2 separate regions of the Lactuca sativa genome follow, and region 1 is linked to region 2. Evidence: chromatin contacts called from public Hi-C data. All regions are on one chromosome and are shown on one strand. Each heading gives the region's core, a stretch centred on a gene start, on an enhancer-like site or on the middle of the called end of the contact. The rest is flanking DNA. Distances are from core to core; before and after follow the strand shown. Region 1 holds the start of LOC111908775 (two-pore potassium channel 5). Region 2 holds the start of LOC111908773 (ABC transporter B family member 11-like).

What was found. Hi-C and Micro-C count contacts between places; a contact is called where the count stands out from the background.
Region 1: a Hi-C map of leaf shows a contact between it and region 2, with 5 times the contacts expected there. The contact joins the promoter of LOC111908775 here to the promoter of LOC111908773 in region 2. A contact is called at or near these places in 2 of 4 Hi-C or Micro-C datasets (bud and leaf).

The regions. Positions count from the first base shown.
Region 1 is chr9:795,541-802,221 of Lsat_Salinas_v11, forward strand. LOC111908775 (two-pore potassium channel 5) reads left to right here and starts at 2,370. Exons shown (of 2, transcript XM_023904583.3): 1 at 2,370-3,581; 2 at 4,239-4,620. The coding sequence starts at 2,518. The coding sequence ends at 4,389. It overlaps LOC111908776 (a long non-coding RNA gene), which reads right to left and starts at 2,186. Exons shown (of 6, transcript XR_008226299.1): 1 at 1,177-2,186; 2 at 980-1,043; 3 at 806-876; 4 at 196-720; 5 at 33-91.
Region 2 is chr9:480,781-487,040 of Lsat_Salinas_v11, forward strand. It overlaps LOC111908773 (ABC transporter B family member 11-like), which reads right to left and starts at 3,262. Exons shown (of 11, transcript XM_052767598.1): 1 at 3,008-3,262; 2 at 2,049-2,438; 3 at 1,905-1,959; 4 at 1,631-1,806; 5 at 1,304-1,525; 6 at 928-1,166; 7 at 310-835; 8 at 1-200. The coding sequence starts at 2,384.

The DNA.
Region 1 (6,681 bases), core at 1,120-3,619, 310 kb after region 2:
TAATGGTCAATAAACTGCATGGGCTACTTCACCTTCATAGTTCCAATCATGCAAGAAGCTTCTTATGTTCCGATCTTGCTAACTTTGGTAGCTTCATTCACAAAAAAACAAAAAATAAATAAATAAATAAATCTTCAATTTACATATGTTTCGAAATTAGCAATCAATAAATGTTTATTTTTGTTGTAATAATACCTCAAATTAACAAAAAAGCAACCGATGAATAACTTGAAGATCGTTTTGAACAGACATTGGGCTTGAAGCGCATAAATAATATCAAATAAAATTATAATAGTTAAAAGACAACAAATAATAGTTAATATATGCTTTAATGATGAGTTGGTTTTTTCAAGAAGTAGAAAGCAAAAATGAAAAAAAAAAAAAAAAAGAACAAAAAACATACATTTTTGATGGATAAAGATTAATGTGACCTTTTTGTAACCGTGATGGGATACACAACAAATATATTATATCCACTCTTGAAAAACAAATTGCACCCAAAACCTGTAATATCAAGTGATATTTCAATCATATGTTCCATTTATGTCCACATAGAAGCAAAAAAAGCTCACGGACCTCATATGTTAGTCTAAAAAAATGAATCCTTCAACTAACAATGAGATTCAAAAGAACCTGTAATATAGCTGCATGATTCACGTATAGTGTTGTCACCGAATTTTTGCCGAAGTCTTTTACATTTGTTGGAGTAAATCGTAGAGCCTGTTCATTAGTAATATATTGTTATTCAAATTAGATTTCAATACACAAGGATAACAACACTATTTTTTATTAGTTCACGACCCACCATCAAATATGAAAAAATCCATCCATTTAAATGGCTTATGCAAACCAATTGAAGGAAATTAACATTGTGTACTGAAAATGAAAATGGTTTGTGTGAATAGAAAGTTCTTATTTCAATAAAATGTCATAAATCATAATAACTAAAAAACTAATGGAACAAATGGTGAGACTTTACCTCTTTTGTATAAAGTCAAGTTTCCATCTCTTTTAGATGAGTGTTAGAAAACGCAGAATTAAACCTTCAAAAAAAACCCAAAATCAAATTCACTACCTACTATTCTAGCAGGTCGATTATACGAAGTTCATTCCAAACAGGCCTAAGAAGTCGGAGTATATATCGACGAAATTTGGGGGAGGAGATATCGAGTTTACCTCTTCTGTCTAAAATCAGGTTTCCATCTTCAGTTCTTTTAAAACCCAAGATTAAACTTTCAATAAAACCCCAAAATCGAATCCAATACCTACTCTTCTGGCAAGTCGATTATACGCTAGGGTTTTCCAGACCATGTGCTTAAGCCCCAAATCTTGGAACTAACATGTGGAGATCTTTTCCAACAATCGCTTGCTGTGGAGGGTACACTGGTCAAAAATTAGACATACCGACAACGACAAAACTGGGGGATCATATCGAAGGAACCTTGATACGGCCCGGAACAGTAACCGATTATTGTGCTCTCGGGAGAAAATATGAAAGAAATGGAGAGTATAGATGAAAAGTAGAGGAGAAGCGGTGGAGGAGGATATAGTAGGGAAATTGGAAGCTAATTAAACTTTTAATGATTTTTATTTACCTGCATAGCTCTAATTATGGTACCAATAAAGGGCATAGAATCATGGGACTCAGATGCAACGATTGTTGGAGAACATTCATAGAAAAAGTAAGTTGGATCAACGGTGTCAGCGGTGAAGGCATGCGTGAGCGCGATGGCGGCGAGACGAACAACGAAGAACAAAATGAGGAGTAAAACGAAGGAGGCGATAGCGGTTGACAATGGAATCGAACCTGGATTGCAGAGTAGGGTTTGTGGAGCGGTCGAATTGATTCGCTTGGTGGAGATGCTCGCTGGAATTCAGCGATTGAAGTGGCGGGGGTGAGCGTCAGAGGCAATGATGGTAGCGATGTTGAACTAACCCCTGTGAATTTAGGGCAAAATAGAATGTGGGAGACGTAAAGCTGAAAGAGAATTGAGGAGACTGGAGCCGGGAAATCGAGATCAAAGGCTGTGGAGGATGACTCGACAATATAAGAGAAAGAAAAAAGAAACACGTATATGGTGACAAAACGTATGAGCAAATTGACACGCACGTGTCCAAGACACCCAACATGACTACCCCACCTACAAAAAAAGATAGGATAGAATTTAAAAAAAAAAAAAAAAAAAACCAAACAATTAAACCCACTCAAATAACAATGTTACACAAAAAGTAAATACAAAAGAAATTCAGCCAATAGAATAGAGTTAATGTTCATGTACTTCAAAATTAATATATATAGAAAGATATTTAATTTCTCAATAATAAATCCACCTAATCAGTAAATTATTCCAAAATAAAAGGGTTTTTTAGGCAATTCCTTCGGAAAACATCCCAGTCATCGCATCCAAAGTATCTCATTTTCCCCTCATTTTCCTCTTGTGTTTTGCCCCCGATTCCAATCCAAAGGGCAGCCGGCAGAAGGCAGGGGATCAGTTTGTATGTAGTTTGCGGTGTATAATGGAAGCAGATCCATTTCTAGGTTTCTACCCAAACAGAGGTGACATCAATGTCGCTGACGGTAGCCCTAGCCTCTCCGATTTCTCCTTTACGCCGTTTCCAGAACATCAAGACAATATAGAAGCACAATACACACTTGACAATTCCTGTCAAGATTCCTCTTTGCCAATTGTTTCATATACTTCCCTCCTCCTCCTCGATCATTCTAAGTCTAAGAAACACAAGTTTCACCGCTGCAAGACCGCACCTGCCATGGTCGTTATGCCTGAAAACCTGGAGAAATCAAGCGACCCCAAACCCTCTCAAGCCGATTCTGCTTCACTTGTCAGACAAGCTTCCCTTCTGCTGGTCATCTACCTCTCTTTGGGTGTCAGCATCTACTACTTCAACAGAGATCATTTCTCAGGGCTGGAAACCCATCCAATCGTGGACGCCCTATACTTCTGCATTGTGACTATGTGCACCATCGGGTATGGCGACATTGCGCCTGTGACGCCATCTGCAAAACTCTTCTCCTGCTTCTTTGTGTTGGTAGGTTTCGGGTTTATTGATATAATGTTGTCTGGGGTTGTGAATTACGTCCTGGATCTGCAAGAGAAGATGATATTGAATAGCACTAAAATGAATCACGGAGATGCAGGTGGTCACCACGTGGAAGAAAGGAGATTCTCTCCGATAGACTACGTATTTGATTTTGCAAAAGGGAGGATGAGGATCAGGTTGAAGGTTGGGCTGGCTTTGGGTGTGGTTCTTTTAAGTATAGGTTTGGGGACGCTGGTGTTATACTCTGTGGAAGGTCTGGATTGGATTGATTCGTTATACCTGTCTGTTCTTTCGGTGACTACAGTTGGGTATGGAGACAGGGCATTCAGAACCCTTCCTGGAAGATTGTTTGCATCGTTTTGGCTTCTCTTCTCGACTCTGATGGTGGCGCGTGCCTTTTTGTATTTAGCCGAGGCCAGAATCCATAAGAGGCATAGGAGAATAGCCAATTGGGTTTTGCACCGTCAAATCACTGTCAAGGACTTGTTAGCTGCTGACATCAATAACAATGGCTTCCTTAGGTTGGTTTGTATCTCTATCTCCATCTCCATCTCCATGTATTGTTGAGTTTCCCTATAAACCTTCTTTTCCTACATATCACATATTTAGAGTAATCTATATGTACTCCAATTCAATGAAAGGACTCTAACTACAGCCCTAGGTCAAACCTTATATAATATGGTTCACTAATAAAAATTGTTAGGGATCCATACATTGGTCTAGGGATGGGAACCTGGTTTGAAATGACATGCTTGGTTTTTTTTCATTGACCACATATGATACAATTTTTATATAATTTGGTTTTCAGGAGAATGGGTTTAATTATTATAGGCAATCATTGATTTGTTTCAGTCACTTTATAATATAATTTTGAATCATCCCTCTTAACAAAAAAAAAAAAAAAAAAAAAAAAAAAAAAAACATTGATAAAGAAGATAGCATGTGAAGTGTGAACCACCAACAATCATAGGAATCTAAGGCACCTAACTCTTTTTATCTTTTTATATTTTGGGATGGAAACATAAATAGATACTGATAACCGCTTGTTTGGTGGTGATGGTGAAAGTAGGGAAACGTAAGTAAAGATGCTATAAGTGCTTGCGTTTAAAGTATTGATTGTTGCTTGTATTGGAAATTTGGTTGAGTAAATAATAATTTTATGATATTTGGAAATGCAGCAAATCTGAATACATCGTGTTTAAGCTGAAAGAAATGGGGAAGATCGAAGAGAGAGAGATATTGGAGATATGCAAGCAGTTCAACAAGCTTGATGGCACCAATTCTGGGAAGATAACACTACGACGTCTGTTGGCAGGTCGCAACATTTAGTTTATTCTTGATTCCAAGTCCAAGCAATTGTTGTCACAACAATAAGTTCTAAAAGGAAAAATGTACAAATGGATGTAATTAATGGTAATGTAGGGAAGATTATATTGGTGGAACCAGTAGCACAAAATATATTAAATTTTGTCCATTAAATATTAGAGGAAACCGTCCATACACATTACCTAATAAACCCTTGTATAATTGTGTTTATATTTCCAACCATTTTTGTAGCTATAGATCCCCATAAACATAAAGACTACCCATTAGTTTTTTGGTGTTTTGAATATCCGTTCATTCACGCTCACTATCTTTATGGATTGTTCCTGGCATAACAAATATTGTTCGGAAACCATAGACTGGCTCACAACGAGCTTGTATCCACAAAATCTTAGTGGCTATTCAGGAGAGGTAGCAAATCTGGCATTCATTCTGTCTTTTTATCTTACACGACACAAATTAATTTTTCTTAAGCAGAACAAGACAAGACACAATATTATGTTGTTGTTCGTTAACACAAACACGACACAATAAAAACAAGGCAAAAATGAAAAGACGATAACACGACAAAAAACAACAAAAAATAAAAATTTGCATAATACCATTAAGTTCTTGTAAAAAATAATTTAAAATTGAAAAACACGACACAAATGCAACATTTCGTGTTATTAGCGTCTCGAATTTTGAACACGAACACGACACGACTTTGTGTTTCTTATATATGATACGAACATGACACAAACATGAATTCGAAATTCGATTTTTTCCCAATATTTTTATTGTGTCATGTCAACTTTGTCACCTTTACTATCTAGTGTTGGAACTTTGTTAAATGGAAAACACTCTCTTTGGGACTTGTCCCACATTGGAAGAAAGAGGAAACTTATACTTCCTTAAAAAACCTCTTACTAGTTGTTTACTAATTAGATCAAAGACTTGGACTAGAGGGAGTGGGTTGGATTTGGTGATTGGGCTAGTCAAATTGATCTTGAAAACTTATATTAATATATATATTTAATGGTCAAAGATTGGCCTTGGGCCTTGTCTTGGGGTCTCATTGACTAGTTACAATATATATATATATATATATATATATATATATATATATATATATATATATATATATATATATATATATATTGTATATATATATATATATATATATATATATATATATATATATATATTGTAACTGTTTTGACAGTTATTTTCGGTTAGCAGTTTTGGAGGGAAAAAACCTGTCAATCTATATGTATAAATAGATCACCAAAGACCAGATTTCGGGTTCAGAAAAATTGGATACATATTCCTCTTATAACTTCGTACTCAAAATACAATGAAGGGAACATAGAGAATTTTGTCAGAATCAAGAGAAGTTCTTGGTTGATTGTTGTATCCTCTAGACAGATCCCTACCAGGGAAATTTCTGTCTTAGGACACTGCAATTTGTAGGCCTCAATCTACATAATTTCGTTTTTTGTGTTTCTATTGTAAACATAAACCATCAAGTATGTTTTCTGTAAACTGATTCTTGTATATTTCATATATATATTTCAATTTTGTTTGTTTTATTCCTAGTAATCTTGTTGATTGTATACTTTTGTCATAACATTTAGCAAAGGGGTACCCAACCCTCCGATGCAATCCTCCTCAATATTTTCACATTTACACTTGTGTCGGCACACAAACATACCACAATAGTTCGATCAGAGATGGGATTGTGAGGTTTTTGTATGTTGGTTCCTAAAGAGGCTAACCACTATCAATCAGCGAGCATTGAAAGTTGCACCACCAATGGGTCGACGCATTTTATAGCCGGTTTGCATGTATAACATAGGATAAACGTCAAAAGTAGCAGTCTGTTTAGTCATATTATTATTATTTCAATATATATGAATATTTGATTTTACTCTTTTTTTTGTTGACGTGGAAAACATGAGTTGGTTTTACTTATAATCATAAAAATAGATTTGTTGAAGAAACACAATCTGTTATTAGATAAGTTCTAAACTCAACATAAATGAGCATTAATAGAAATAATCATTAAAACATAACTAAGTTAAAAACATAAAAGCATCTATCTTCTTTTTTTTGGAATTGAAATTTCTAATATTTGTATAAGAATTTTACTTTCTTTTTATCAACAGATTCTTTCGTTCCATCCATTTTCTTACAAATTTATCAACTATTCAACAGCTTGGATTTTGCTTTTATTTTTTCGTACTCTACTTCTTTGGCTTCTACCATCTTAGCTTTCTTATAGATTCAAAGAGACCCCAATACCTTAGCTCATTTTTG
Region 2 (6,260 bases), core at 2,012-4,511:
ACAATGATGGTTGTCCTATTCACCATAATCCTGTCCAACGCCTCCTGCACAACTCTCTCAGATTCTGCATCCAGTGCACTTGTTGCTTCATCAAGGAGTAGGATTCTGGGATCTTTAAGAATTGCTCTGGCTATGGCAATTCTTTGCTTCTGTCCACCAGAAAGCTGTGTTCCATGCTCACCAACCATGGTGTCCAGGCCCTAGTTAAACAAACAAACAAACAAACAAACAAACAAAATCAATATCAGTAATAAATTATATATATAACAAGCAAGCAAAGCAAATGGCAAATGGCAAATAGAAACGGACCTGAGGTAGTTTATCGATAAATTTAGCAGCATTTGCTAGCTCGACCGCAACTCTAATCTCATCCATAGACGCACCATCTTTCCCGTACATGATGTTATCCTTGATGCTGGATGCAAACAGGACCGGTTCTTGGCTAACAAGACCAATTTTCTCCCTTATCCATTTCAGCTGGAATTGTTTGAGATTAATATCATCGATGAGAACTTCCCCTGCTTTAGGATCATAAAATCTCTCAATCAGGCTGATCACAGTTGACTTTCCACTTCCACTTTCTCCTACCAAAGCTGCAGTCGTCCCACTAGGGATGAAAAGAGAGAAGCCACTAAATATTTCCTCATCTGGTCTTGCAGGATAACTAAAATACACATCCTTTAACTCCACATCACCACGGATATCACTCAGTACTTTCCCTTTTGTGTCGTATGCATCTATTTCAGGCTTTCTGTTTATGGTTTCAAACATCTTGTATGCTGCTGCTCGGCCAGCAGCAAATGCACTCAAACAGGGAGACGCCTGACCAAGAGACCTGCAGGGCACACAATTTATTTATTTACCTATTTAGTTGAGATTTGAGATTTAAGATTCAAGAAAGACAAAAGAAAGAAAGAAATCATGTACATGGATCCGGTGAGCACTGCAAAAATTACGTTGACCACATCCCCCCCGGTGTAGCCTTTTTCCAGTATCATCTTTGCACCATACCAAACAGCCAAGGCATAACTACAGAACACGATCAACATCATCGTTCCAAAACCAAGCCCAGCAGCCAGGCCTTCATTCACACCAGACTTGTAAGCATCTACAAGCGATTTATTGTAATCCGCAACAGCTTTTTTCTCCCCGGTGAACGAAGCAACCTATTTTATTTTATATTTTTTAAAAACCAATCATATAGCATGATATATATATATATATATATATATATATATATATATATATATATATATATATATATATATATATATATATATATATATATATATATATATATTACCGTCCTGATTGAGCCGATTGTCTGTTCGACTACATTGGCTGCTTTAGCATAAGCGGTTTGTCCCCGTGATGCCATCTTGGATATAAGTAGTGACATCATTCCACCAGAAATCACCAATGGAGGAATCGAGGTTAACATGACAAGCGTAAGAAGCCATCCCTTCACAAATGCTATCACAAAACCTCCCACAAATGTTGCCAGTAGCTGAGTGAATTTTCCAACCTGCAAACAAAACCAACAACTAGTTATAATAATAATAATAATAATAATAATAATAATAATAATAATAATAATAATGTAACTAGTTATAGAAATTAAATTAAGAACCTTTTCCCCCATGGCATCTTGTATGAGGACGGTATCCCCAGACATCCTGCCAACAACCTCCCCTGTGTTTGTTTCCTTGTCAAAGAAGGACACATCTTGTCTCAATATGGTTTTTAGATACAGATTCCTTATTCTTGCAGCCTGTCTTTCTCCCGTTACCATCCACATTGACACCTCTACATACGTACATACATAACATGCCTAATTAGAAAAAGCTGATATATAGATCCATATAACCAAGTTTTAAGAAATAGCTAGGATTTGATCTACTTACGGAAGAAGGCTGCCAAACCAGCCCCAATAGCCAGGTAAACAAATTTCAGCGATACCTAACAATTAATAATACTTGTACTTTGTCATAAAACATTCTGCCTAGCCCACCAATAACCAATTAAACATACATATAAGCTATACGTACCTTGGAAACAACACGGACGACATCGTCGTTATTCTGGTTCTCACCAAAAGAATCTATAAGGTCGCCGAAAAGAATAGTCATGAGGGGCATGCAAGCTCCATTACCGATGGCGCCTATGGTACCAGCGATCATCAGCATGTAATCAGTGGAATCAGCAAAAGCAAACAGCTTGTAGAATGGGACACTATTGGCATTGGGGGTCTCTTTTTCTTTTTTCCTGTTTGATCGGGATTCTTGTTCAGGTTGTAAACCATCACCATCACCATCAGCGCCGTCGGTGGTGGTGGTGGAGTTAGAGGGCTCGTCCTTTTCCTTTCCTTTACCACCGGAGCTCATCCTGTAGACTCCGTTCAAGTGCTAGATTTGCAGCCAAAATGATGTACCACCTGTCTGTAGAAAAAAAATTAAAAAAAAATAAAAATCAGAATGCAAATATCGGGAAATCAAATCCGAGTTAATTTTTAGTAACAAAAAGAGTAAAGTGAAACAAAACTAAAAGAAGGAATATCTACTGTAAAGCAAGGCAGGGAAAGTGTGAAGGAAAAGTAAACGGACCGGATCATGGAAATGCCATGAATGAAAGTAAGACGTACCAGACAGAGCAATAAGACATTAAACGAGGCAAATGATGTTAATCAGATTAGATTAGATGGTTTTAGGGTTTGACTCACGTTGCGTAATTCCAACGGATGAAACAGATCCAGATGCCAAACCGAATCCGAATTGATCAAATAAATAAATAAATAAAATTATTTATCTGCGGAGGCAGAGTCAGGTGAAAGAGACGATCGATGTTAAAAGAAAACCCAGCTTGTGATATAGGAGTATGTATATTATGAATGGACTGATAGATACATAAGGTGATGGTTTGTTTTCCATTCCCTCTATATCACACAATCCATGAGAAAATAAATAGAAAATTTAAAGTTGCTGCTAAAATATAAGAAATCAGAGCTCACAGTGTAATTAGTTTATGATTGGATGAAGGTGGGAGGGAGTTGCAGAGCAAGCAGTTGTAGAACCTTGGATGACGAAAAAGCAAGAATACATGTACATATATATATATATTTTATATATGTAAGGGTGGGTGGGGAATTGCCAATTTGCCAAGACATTGAATGTCATCATCAAAACCAAAGAAAAGAGGAAGAGAGAGAGAGATAAGATTTCCTTGAAGAGCACGGCTGGAGAGAGGCTGGTCAAAGCTTCACATGATTTTCTCCCTTGGATTTAGGATACTCAATTATTCAATTAGCATCTCCTTTCATAGCATCTCCTTTTATGAAAGGAGGTTGATTCTTCCACTGCAACTATTAATCCATCCACTTAAATTCATATATCTTTCCAGTTTTACCCTTATCTAATTAACCATTTTAATATGGGCTGATACTTACTTACCATTTTTAATTAACATTAAGGGTATGTTTGACGTATTAGTTGAAAAACTAGCTGTTAAATAAAAAGCTAGTTTCTAGCTGAAAAGTTAACTGATAAAAAAATAACGTTTGGTAAAACTAGCTGAAATATATAAAATTACATAAAAAGACATGTAAGAGTATGTATTTTTATAATTAATTAAGAGGTGTATTTGGAAAATTTTAAAAAGGCTCATAAAAAGCTAGTCTAAGTAGCTTTACCAAACACGACAACATAAAAAACTCGAAAAATAAGCTAGCTTATCAGCTAGCTTTGGCGCGCCAAACACAACCTAAAACTTGTAAAATATTTTTTTCCTTGTATTTGGGACTCATTTAAACGACCTGAACTAACCTTTTTTTTTAATTTTTTTTATTTCTTCTTTGTTATTCTTTACATCGCAGAGTCATTTTATATTTAATTTTTCTAATACCTAATTCCTTTTAAGAAGTAAAGATCCAGCCTCATTTGAATAAAAAGATTTTCTAATCATTTTTTGATAAATATATTAATTAGATAAACTATTATTACACATCCAATCACTTAACAAAATAAATACAACTTCAAATTAATATATATCAAATCACAAATAAAGTATTGTCCAATAAAAATATTTAAATTACTAGTTCGACATATAACTGATTTCTTAGTGTTGGAAAGTATCTTGAAGATGGAATGGTTGAAGAGAAAAATTGATAAGCGATCAGTCTGAATATTTTTATTGGACAATAATATATTTGCGATTTTATATACCATAGTTTGAAGTTGGAATTTTTTTGTTAAAAAAAGATACTATCTTAAAAAGATAATATATTTTTTTAATTTGTATAAAAGAAATAATATTAGTGTATATAACGACAAAGATTAAAAATAATAATTTTCGATTTTATATACATTTGTTTGAAGTTGTAATATGTTGATTCTTTTTTTTTTTTTTGTAGAATGCTCGTTAGAAAAATAATATTTTTTGATTTTATAACCCCTCCTAGAAAATAAAGATGATAGTATAAAAGTAATAAAAAAACAAAAGATAATTATGTATTAAAACAAATATAGATATTTTAATATTGGTGTAAATAATGGCAAAGATGAAAAAATAAATTAGCCTATAGCCCTATATCATTTAAGGGGCGCTAAGTGTTGGGAAAAAAAAAAGACAATTTACATGATATTAACTTAATCCGGTATATAACATATCTTTTATTTTTAATATCAGCTAGGGAAGAACCCCGCTTTACGGGGTTGGATATGCCAAAAAAACGGATGAATCGCAAAGATTTAAAACAAAAAAAAGAAAGAAAAGAAAAACATGTAGATTAGTCGCTTATTTTGAAATTCCATCGCCACTATAGCTCTGTACCTTCTTTCACCTTTTTTTTTCACATTTCTAGATACCGAATCTTGACCTAAGAATGTTGGAAATGGAAGGAGTAATTTAACATTTAACTTGAGTATAAAGGTTAAAAGGGAAAAGAAGCTTATATAATAAGTAGAAGTAAGGAAAAGAAGATAGCTAACTTAGAAGTTGTTTACCATAATTGATCTGGTTTTAATAGTTCATTACTATAACAATAACAATGAACTTTATAATATTAAACGTATCTGTTTTTTTTTTAATTTTGAAACTAAAATATTGCATTGTACTTCTCAAATGATCATATTAAGACATCCTACTTTGATCTTAAGGAATGGAGAGGTTTATAGTTGCTTTTCTCTGTTGGATTAAGTGTCTAAGCCCATAACTATTTTGGTATGTACTTGACCCGATTATGAGCATGATCCTTTTGGGTTGTCTTCACCATAGCAACTGATATGATGAATTAAGGAGAAAGAGGATTAATTATAATTTACTAATATATTATAAGAATAATATATTAAAGGACAAATCACATTGTTTAATTAATATTAGTTAAGAATTAATTAAGAATTAATTTTGTGGCTAAAAGAGATTAATTAAATAAAGGGTACTGATACTGTAATTATAAGATAGTTACAAAGTTCGGCTTAGGATCCATAAAGGAAGCATGGACGAATTCTATATGGAGGTCCATATAGAAATCGTCCAAGGGCCTTCTGGAAGGGTCTTTGGGCTGCTTAAGGATTAAGCAGTTGGATTAGGGTTTCCTAGTTGGTAACCCTAGAAGCCTAAGTATAAATGGAACCCTTGGGCAAGCTAAAAACATCCCTAAACTTCTAAGAGAAACCCTAGAACATTTTTGGTGCCTCTTCCCTTTCTCCTTGTTCGTCTTGTTGCTTATGGTGTTTTTGACTCCATTAAAGGTGCAACATTTGAGACACTAAGCTTTCAGAAGTCAAGATTAAGAAGTTTTGTGATTGTTATTGCTACATAACAATCAAGGTAAGATCTAAACCCTAATCATATGTTAATTTCAATTATAGTATGCTAGATCTAAGGTTTATGAGCTTTGGATGATTATTGCATGTACAACTAGATAAACTAGATCCAAAGCTTTAGGGTTTGCATGTACACCATAGAATTAATATAATGCTCAAAACCCATCAGTGGTATCAGAGCCTAGACTATTTATCTAATGTATTTGATGCTATGTTTGATCATTCAAAGATGAAAAAAATTTCGTTTTTTGGGTTCTGACAAGGCTCACGACGTGAGCTCAGTTCTGACGGCCAATCTCGAAATTTTTGCCATATTTTGATTTGGATAATTACCATAAATTGTTTTTCCAGATAAAATCCGCTTTTTTTTTCATTATGGTATTGATTACCCTAATCCAAATAGTAGATAATTGTCAAAATTAAGATAATTACTTGTTTTAT